Linked DNA regions of Oryctolagus cuniculus: region 2 is linked to region 1. The links are chromatin contacts, called in public Micro-C maps. All regions are on one chromosome and are shown on one strand. The core of a region is the stretch at or near the end of the contact, and the rest is flanking DNA. Distances in the headings are between cores, read along the strand shown. Region 1 has its middle 78 kb from the start of YWHAZ. Region 2 has its middle 140 kb from the start of YWHAZ.

Evidence for each region. Hi-C and Micro-C count contacts between places; a contact is called where the count stands out from the background.
Region 2: a contact with region 1 is called in a Micro-C map of ear pinna, with 5 times the contacts expected there. The contact joins two enhancer-like sites. A contact is called at or near these places in 3 of 6 Hi-C or Micro-C datasets (ear pinna, psoas muscle and an unstated tissue).

The regions. Positions count from the first base shown.
Region 1 is chr6:126,284,045-126,287,455 of mOryCun1.1, reverse strand. No RefSeq gene overlaps it. Among named protein-coding and RNA genes, the nearest start is that of YWHAZ, 78 kb to the left of the region's middle. Within about 2 kb of position 1,770, at least 6 of the 8 cell types and tissues checked have an H3K27ac peak or open chromatin away from gene starts, as enhancers often do. A contact at or near this core is called in ear pinna, where this site is marked.
Region 2 is chr6:126,499,868-126,503,090 of mOryCun1.1, reverse strand. No RefSeq gene overlaps it. Among named protein-coding and RNA genes, the nearest start is that of YWHAZ, 140 kb to the right of the region's middle. Within about 2 kb of position 1,885, at least 7 of the 8 cell types and tissues checked have an H3K27ac peak or open chromatin away from gene starts, as enhancers often do. A contact at or near this core is called in ear pinna, where this site is marked.

The DNA of each region.
Region 1 (3,411 bases), core at 521-3,020:
AGGGGAGTAGGAACACCCCCCACCCCGCTTAGATGGCGCCCACCCGTCATTCCCTCCCAGCCAGCACTTCCGGCCCTGCCTCCCCCTGCCCAGGTGTCTCCTTGGCTTCCTTGCACCTGTCTGACCCTTGACGCGCTGAGAGCAGAGCAGCTCCCCACCAACCTGGGGGTCAGAATAAGCCCGAGGGACTTTACCACTTGTGTGAAATAAATACTAAAATGCCTTACAAAACTCCACAGAAGTCAGCACTCAGAGGAGGAAGAAGGCAGCCCACCCTGTCACCCCTCGGTATCTAAAGAGGAGGCGTCCAGGGGCCCCCGTGGGTCCGCAGGTGCTCAGGTCCCTCCTAGCAAACAGTGGTGTCGCATTTGCACACCCGCCTCTATACGTTGCATCGGCTCCAGATGACTTGCGACACCGGCTTAGGATGCACATGCGCACATGCGGTGCAAAGAGCTGTTACACAGAGCTGTTCAGGATGAGCAACAAAGAAGCGAGTGTGTGTGTGTTCAGCGCTGCCACAGCACTCCCGGCCTGACTGCATTTTCCACCTGTGGCTGGCTGGATCCCCGGACGTGAAGCCCAAGACTCCCGGGGGGTTGGGGGAGGAGGCTGACTCCTGAACGCAGGTGCACCTGCAGCGAGGGGTCCCTGAGCTCGCGCCCAGCCTGTCCGCAGGCTGAGCGCTCAGTGCCTTCAGTGGTGAAGGGCCACTGCCCTTAACAGCCAGCTACTGTGTGTTTGCCGCCTTCCGTCTCGCTTGCTCCTCTAATGGCAGCAGGATACGAGCACTGCTGGCCTCACTTCCAAGGGGAAGAAGCGGAGACCGGGACAGGCTGGGTAACTTGTCTGCATTACCCAGGACCGGAGGTGTTGCCTCCTAACCACGCTTCATCTCCCTCCCACGCGGCCCAGGAGCTGTGCTAAAGCACGCTGTGGGTATTAGTTTATTTAACCTTTGCAACAAGCCCATGAAACAGCACGGTCATTGTTCCTGTTGTACAGGAGCCAAAACGGAGACGGAGAAAGATGACATCACTTGCCCCGAGTCACACAGCTGGGATGTAATCCAGGCGATCCCACTCCGGGGTTCTCACACTTAACCCTTCCGGGAAATGGGGAGGATTTAAGTGACCACAGAAATCAACCTCCAGACGACCGCTTGGGGGCGCTCACTAGTGGAGGACACGAGCTATGTTTTAAAGATTCAGAAACTGTCAATCACCTTTCAGACATTTAGCATTACCTCACACTGGTTTCCAAAAAACATTTCATGTGTACCAAGAACTGGGCATGGTGCTGTCTGGGTTATCCTCCAGGCACCTCTGGTCTGGTCTGGTCTGCTCTGGAGGACAGACGGGGTACACAAACCCCGCAGAGACAGACTACAGACAGATGCGACGCCGAGTGTGCAGGGCCAGGTGTGACCGGCGTAGGCGTCTGGGGCAGTGCCTGCCACCCTGGGAGCCACGCGGGGCCGAGGACTGGCAGCCCACCGGCGCCTCTGCTGGCTGCACACCGTAAGATGTGGGTGGCGTGGTCTCTGCACACAGCGGGTCGCCTGCTGCAGTCAGCCGGCTCTTTGTCTCGCATCTTTCACGAGGCCGATGCCGGGATCGGGGGCTCTTTCTGCTTGGCCACACTGGGGCAGACCGGCTCTCTGTGCTTGCAGCGCCGGCTTGGGAGCATGGGGGCCTTGGGGTGCCCATCGCCCCATCCGAGAGGAGCTGGAGCCGCCAGCCGGCGTTATGTAAGAGGATTATGAAACTCAGTAACAAGTAGGTAGGTGATCTGTGTGTATAAATAGACCAGAACCCCAGGAGTGTGCTACTTTAAGTCTCAGAGACATCTAGTGGCAAGAATTGTATCTGCAGTCCTAGCCCATCCTCTTCAAATAAGCGCCTTTTAAAAAATTCTAGACTGTGCCCCTTCTGTACATCCTCACAGTGAGAGGCTGTGGGTTCAATCACTTGGACAGAGAATGAATGTACAGGCTTTTCATTTCTAGGGGGCATAGCATCGTCTTTAATATAAAGTACTGTAGGCTGCCTTTTTGTTTTTTAAAGGATTATTTATTTGAAAGGTAGAGTGACAGGGAGGGAAGAAGAGAGGGAGAGAGAGAGGAAGAAAGGAAGAGAGGGAGGGGGGAGAGAGAGAGAGAGAGAGAGAGAGAGAGAGAGATCTTAATTCACTGGTTCACTCCCCAAATGGCCGCAATAGCCAGGGCTGGTGCAGGCAGAAGGCAGGTACCCAGAGCTCTGTCTGCCTCCATGTGGATGCAGGGGCCCAAGCGCCTGGTGCATCTTCCACCGCTTTCTCAGGCGCAGTAGCAGGGAGCTGGGCCAGAAGCGGTGCAGTGTGGACTTGGACCTGCACGGCGATGTGGGATGCCGGCATTGTAGCCTCCACGCAGTCAGCAGCCATCACCGTCACAAAGTGGGGCTTCTGTGGTACAGTTAGATTTCTCATCCATTTCCTGGTTACTACAGGCGAACAAAAACTGACCGAGCAGGAGAATCTCCTCTGAGAGTTAACCTGAAGTTCTCCTCCTGCACCCCTCACATACGTCACCATTTTCTTTTCTCTTTGTCCTTTCAGGGAGGCTGTTTGGGGCTTAGGGCTTCGGAGGAAAAAAGAGAGCCAGATGAGGAAAAAGGAGCCCCCCCTTGCCTTTCGAGGTTCAGAAACCTTGGACTTAGGGAACAGAAGGGATTTAGGACACAAATGAAATGCATATTTTTGAATCATATAACATAGCTCAAGAGACATGCAGAAATCATACATAAATGGCACAGTGCCAAGGGAGATGTCACTCGGCTCAAGTTCAAGGCCTCACAGCCCCCAAGTCCTCCCTGCTCCCTGCGCCTGCTCCCCAATGCCGGCTACCGTCCTGGCTTCCAGAGGCATAGACCAGCTCCTCCTGTTTTGTGGACGTTTTTCCAAGTTGGGCTTCCCGATCTTGGACTTCCTGTCCCTGTCTCTGTTCCACACTGCATTGATTCATGCTGACATGAATGACAATCATTTATGCTGACGTGAGGAGCGACATGTGGCTCCTTCTCCGTGGAGTATAAAATTCCGTCCTGAGATTTCCTGCACCAGTTGACCTCCATGGACCCTGAGTTTCTTCTTGTCTGGGACAGTTAAGAATGATGACACAGGGGCCAGCGCTGTGGCGCAGAGGGTTAAAGTCCTGGCCTGAAGTTCCAGCATCCCATATGGGCGCCGGTTCGAGTCCCGGCCGCTCCTCTTCTGATCCAGCTCTCTGCTGTGGCCTGGAAAAGCAGTAGAAGATGGTCCAAGTCCTTGGGCCCCTGCACCCACATGGGAGACCTGGATGAAGCTCTTGGCTCCTGGCTCCTGGCTTTGGATCAGCCCAGCTCTGGCCATTTTGGCCATGTGGGGAGTGAA
Region 2 (3,223 bases), core at 636-3,135, 220 kb before region 1:
ACGGCGGGGAGTCTGAAGCCAGAGGCTCTGATTTCCAACACCGTCACAGGGCCACGAGATGAGATATATCCCAGCTGGAGTCTCAGTGGCAAGCATGGGTGGCCCCTGGCCGAGTTATCATCCTGGTTCAAAAAGGTGTTGACAACCAACGGGGACTGAACTCAGGAGCCAGGAGCAGGAGCGTGCAGACTGAGCTCAGGGAAGAAGAGCAACCCGCCAAGGAAGGCTTGCCGTGTGGCCGTGGCTGTGGCCACGCTGATCCGAGAGCTGTCCAGCGGTCCTGTCTGTCCTCACAGCCATCCTAAGCAGCAGTCAGGACATGGACTCTATTGCACAGAGGAAGCCACTGGGGCCCTGAGAGCGTCGGGCACCTTTGCCCAAGCTCGCACATCCAGCAAGGGCCCAGGGCGGAGGTCCTGCCCCAGCCGGCCTTAGGGAAAGCTGCGCTGTTCTAGGGGAGGGGGCGACACCTAGAAGTGAGGCTCCCACATACGGTGGCTCCCCTCTCCCGGCTCCACCCCTCTGCCTTCCTTTCTCTCTACATATCTGAAAGTCAGCTGGATCAGGCCAAAGCCAGGAGCCCACAGGTCCACCCAGGCCCCCCATGTGGGTGACAGGGACCCAAATCCTCGGGCCATCACCTGCTGCTTGCCTGGGTGAACATCAGCAGGAAGCTGCATCAGAAGCAGAGGAGCCAGAACTCAATCGGGCACCCTGGGTGGGCGGGGCGGGGGAGGGTTTGGTTTGCAGCATCTCAGGCACCAAACAGCCCCGCCCCTTCCTCCTCCTGCCCACTCTTGCATTTTGACCCTGCTCTCTAGCTGCGGGTCTTCTCACCTGCTCAGGTCGACCACAGCGCCTGTCTCCAGGGACCCAGATCCTTAGCGCCCACCCTGCTGGGAGCTCTGGCCCAGACCCTCCTTGTCAGCCCCACCCCCACCCCTTCCGGCCTTCCGATCCCCTGGAGACAGAGTGGAGTGTTACTGCTTTCAGCCCAGGGCTCCCAGGAGAGAGGGGAGGATCTGGAAGTTTCCTTTCTCTGCTTCCTGGCATCCCCTGGCCGCCAACAGGGCCGCCAGAGTGGGGGTGGGGGTGGGGGGATCCGCTGCTCTGCTCGCGGCATCCCCTCGCCATACGGTCGGTCTGTCTGCAGCAGAGCTGAGTTCCTACTGCTCCCCCGACCCCATTTGACACACCAAGAACAGCATTCCAACAAGGTCCCAGGGACAGGGAAAGCCCACGTCCCGGTGGCCGGGTGGCTGCACACTGGAGGCACCCGGGGAACCACACAAGACGCCCAGGTCTTCGGCAGCGGGGTGGGTTCTTACAGCTCCCCAGGTGATCCGTGTGGGCAGCAACCCTGAGAACCACCGGCCCGGGAGCTGGAAGAGCGGAGGCGGCCGCCCAGGGAGAGCCACCGGCAGCGTCGGAGCAGTGCCAGGGAGGCGGGGACGCTCGGTGACAACCTGGCGTCCGGGTCGCCGGTGCTGGACGGAGCGGGGCGGCCGCATCTCAGGGCCCCCAGGCCATCCCGGTACCCCAAGGCCGGGCCCGGCGCCCCCGGGGTTCCCGCCCGCGCGCAGCAGGGGGGCGCGGATCGCGCAGGCGCAGAGGCGCGCGAGCGGCGGGGCGGCGGCCCGCTCGGCGGGCGGGGGTGACTCACGGCGCGGGGGCGGCGGCCGGGGGCGGCCCGGAGCCAACTGCAGCCGCCGCGGGCGCAGCCTGCCCGGCAACAGCCAGCGCCGCCTCCGGGAGGGGAGAGGGGAGGAGAGAACAGAGGAGGGGGCCGCGGAGGCCCTGCAGGTGCGGCGCGGCCCGGGGAGGGCGCGTTCGAGCCGAGCCGAGCCGAGCCGAGCCGGGCGCTCCTTTGTTCGGCGCCCCGCCTGTGCGGAGCTGCCGAGGCTGAGTCACGGCTGGCGGGAGGCTGGCGGGAGGCCACGTGGGCCCCGGGTGGGATGCGCCCCGTCCCGAAGCTGCCCTGGCTGACCCGACCGAAGGGACAAAAGCCGGGGAGCGGTGGCCTATGTACCACCCAGCCCTTTGGGGACAGTCGGGACTCAGGCCACATTCACCCTGAGCAGATCAGAAGGCGACGACGCAGCCGCTGCCCCCCACCCCCTCCCCGGGGACCCCGATTTTTTAAGCGCTGCTCGCCAGGGCCCTGCAGCCCCGTGGCCCGGGAAGGAGGTGCCATTGCTACTTCGTGTACCCCCACCTGCCCGAGGGCTGGGGGCCTCTGGAGGGCCCCGTTCGCCGGGGATGAGATTCCAGAGTCCTGGGGAAAGCCCCCGGGGGTTGGTGCAGGAAGCTTTGAGAGTCAGGGGTGCTGTGGGGGGTGCCGCTGAATGACAATGGATCACTCTGTCCGCGGCTGGCGGAGGTGCGGGTCGAGCCTGGGCCTCGGGGGGGCCGCGTTTATAAGTCCGAACCCAACCCACTCCGCAATTCCCACGCTGCCTTTCAGCCTCCCCGGGCCCCCGGTGCCATGGAATACCGCAGGGGCAAGCGGCATCGGCCCCGCTGGTGCGCCTCTGACCTTGTTCCGGTTTGGTGCGTGAATGTACGCCTGTCTCTCCCTCAGAGGCGGGAGAGTTTGTGATGTCTGGATACGTGTCGGTTGGGGTGGATTTTTATATAATCTCTCGTTTAAAGGCTGCTAGTCTATCAAAAGAGGATAGAGAAAAAAATCGCTGAAAATTAGGTTTAAGACAAATTTATCCCTTCGCTTGGCAAATGTCATCTTATCTTGTTAGCAGCCCAAAATGAAAAACGGGGAATAAGAAATACATTTCCAACAATTTGAAGGCCTGGAGGTAGATTACGTTGGCTCAAATCTCAGCATTTCTACTTCTCTGGATGAGGTTATAACCTGCCTCAGTTTCCCTATAGAGAGAATGTGGTATAAATACCCAGCCTACACTTACTTCATAGCACATATCCTATGAAGAAATTTCAAGTGTTGTATTGTGTAATCTCCACTCTCCAAAGAAGGAAACTGAGGCAGGGGTGGGTGTAGGTACCAAGCCTGTCCCCCATTGCAACCCTGGCCTCCTGGAGCTGGTAACCACACCTCTTCTCTCCTGATTGGCTGTCAGACCTGGGCCTTGCGTGTCCTCATGAATGATCATAATGGTTAACATTTTTTTGTGTGCAGTAGCTAGTGTGACCACTTTCCACTTTCCTGGAGTTAATTCATCTAATTTTTGCTATCACTCCATGCTGA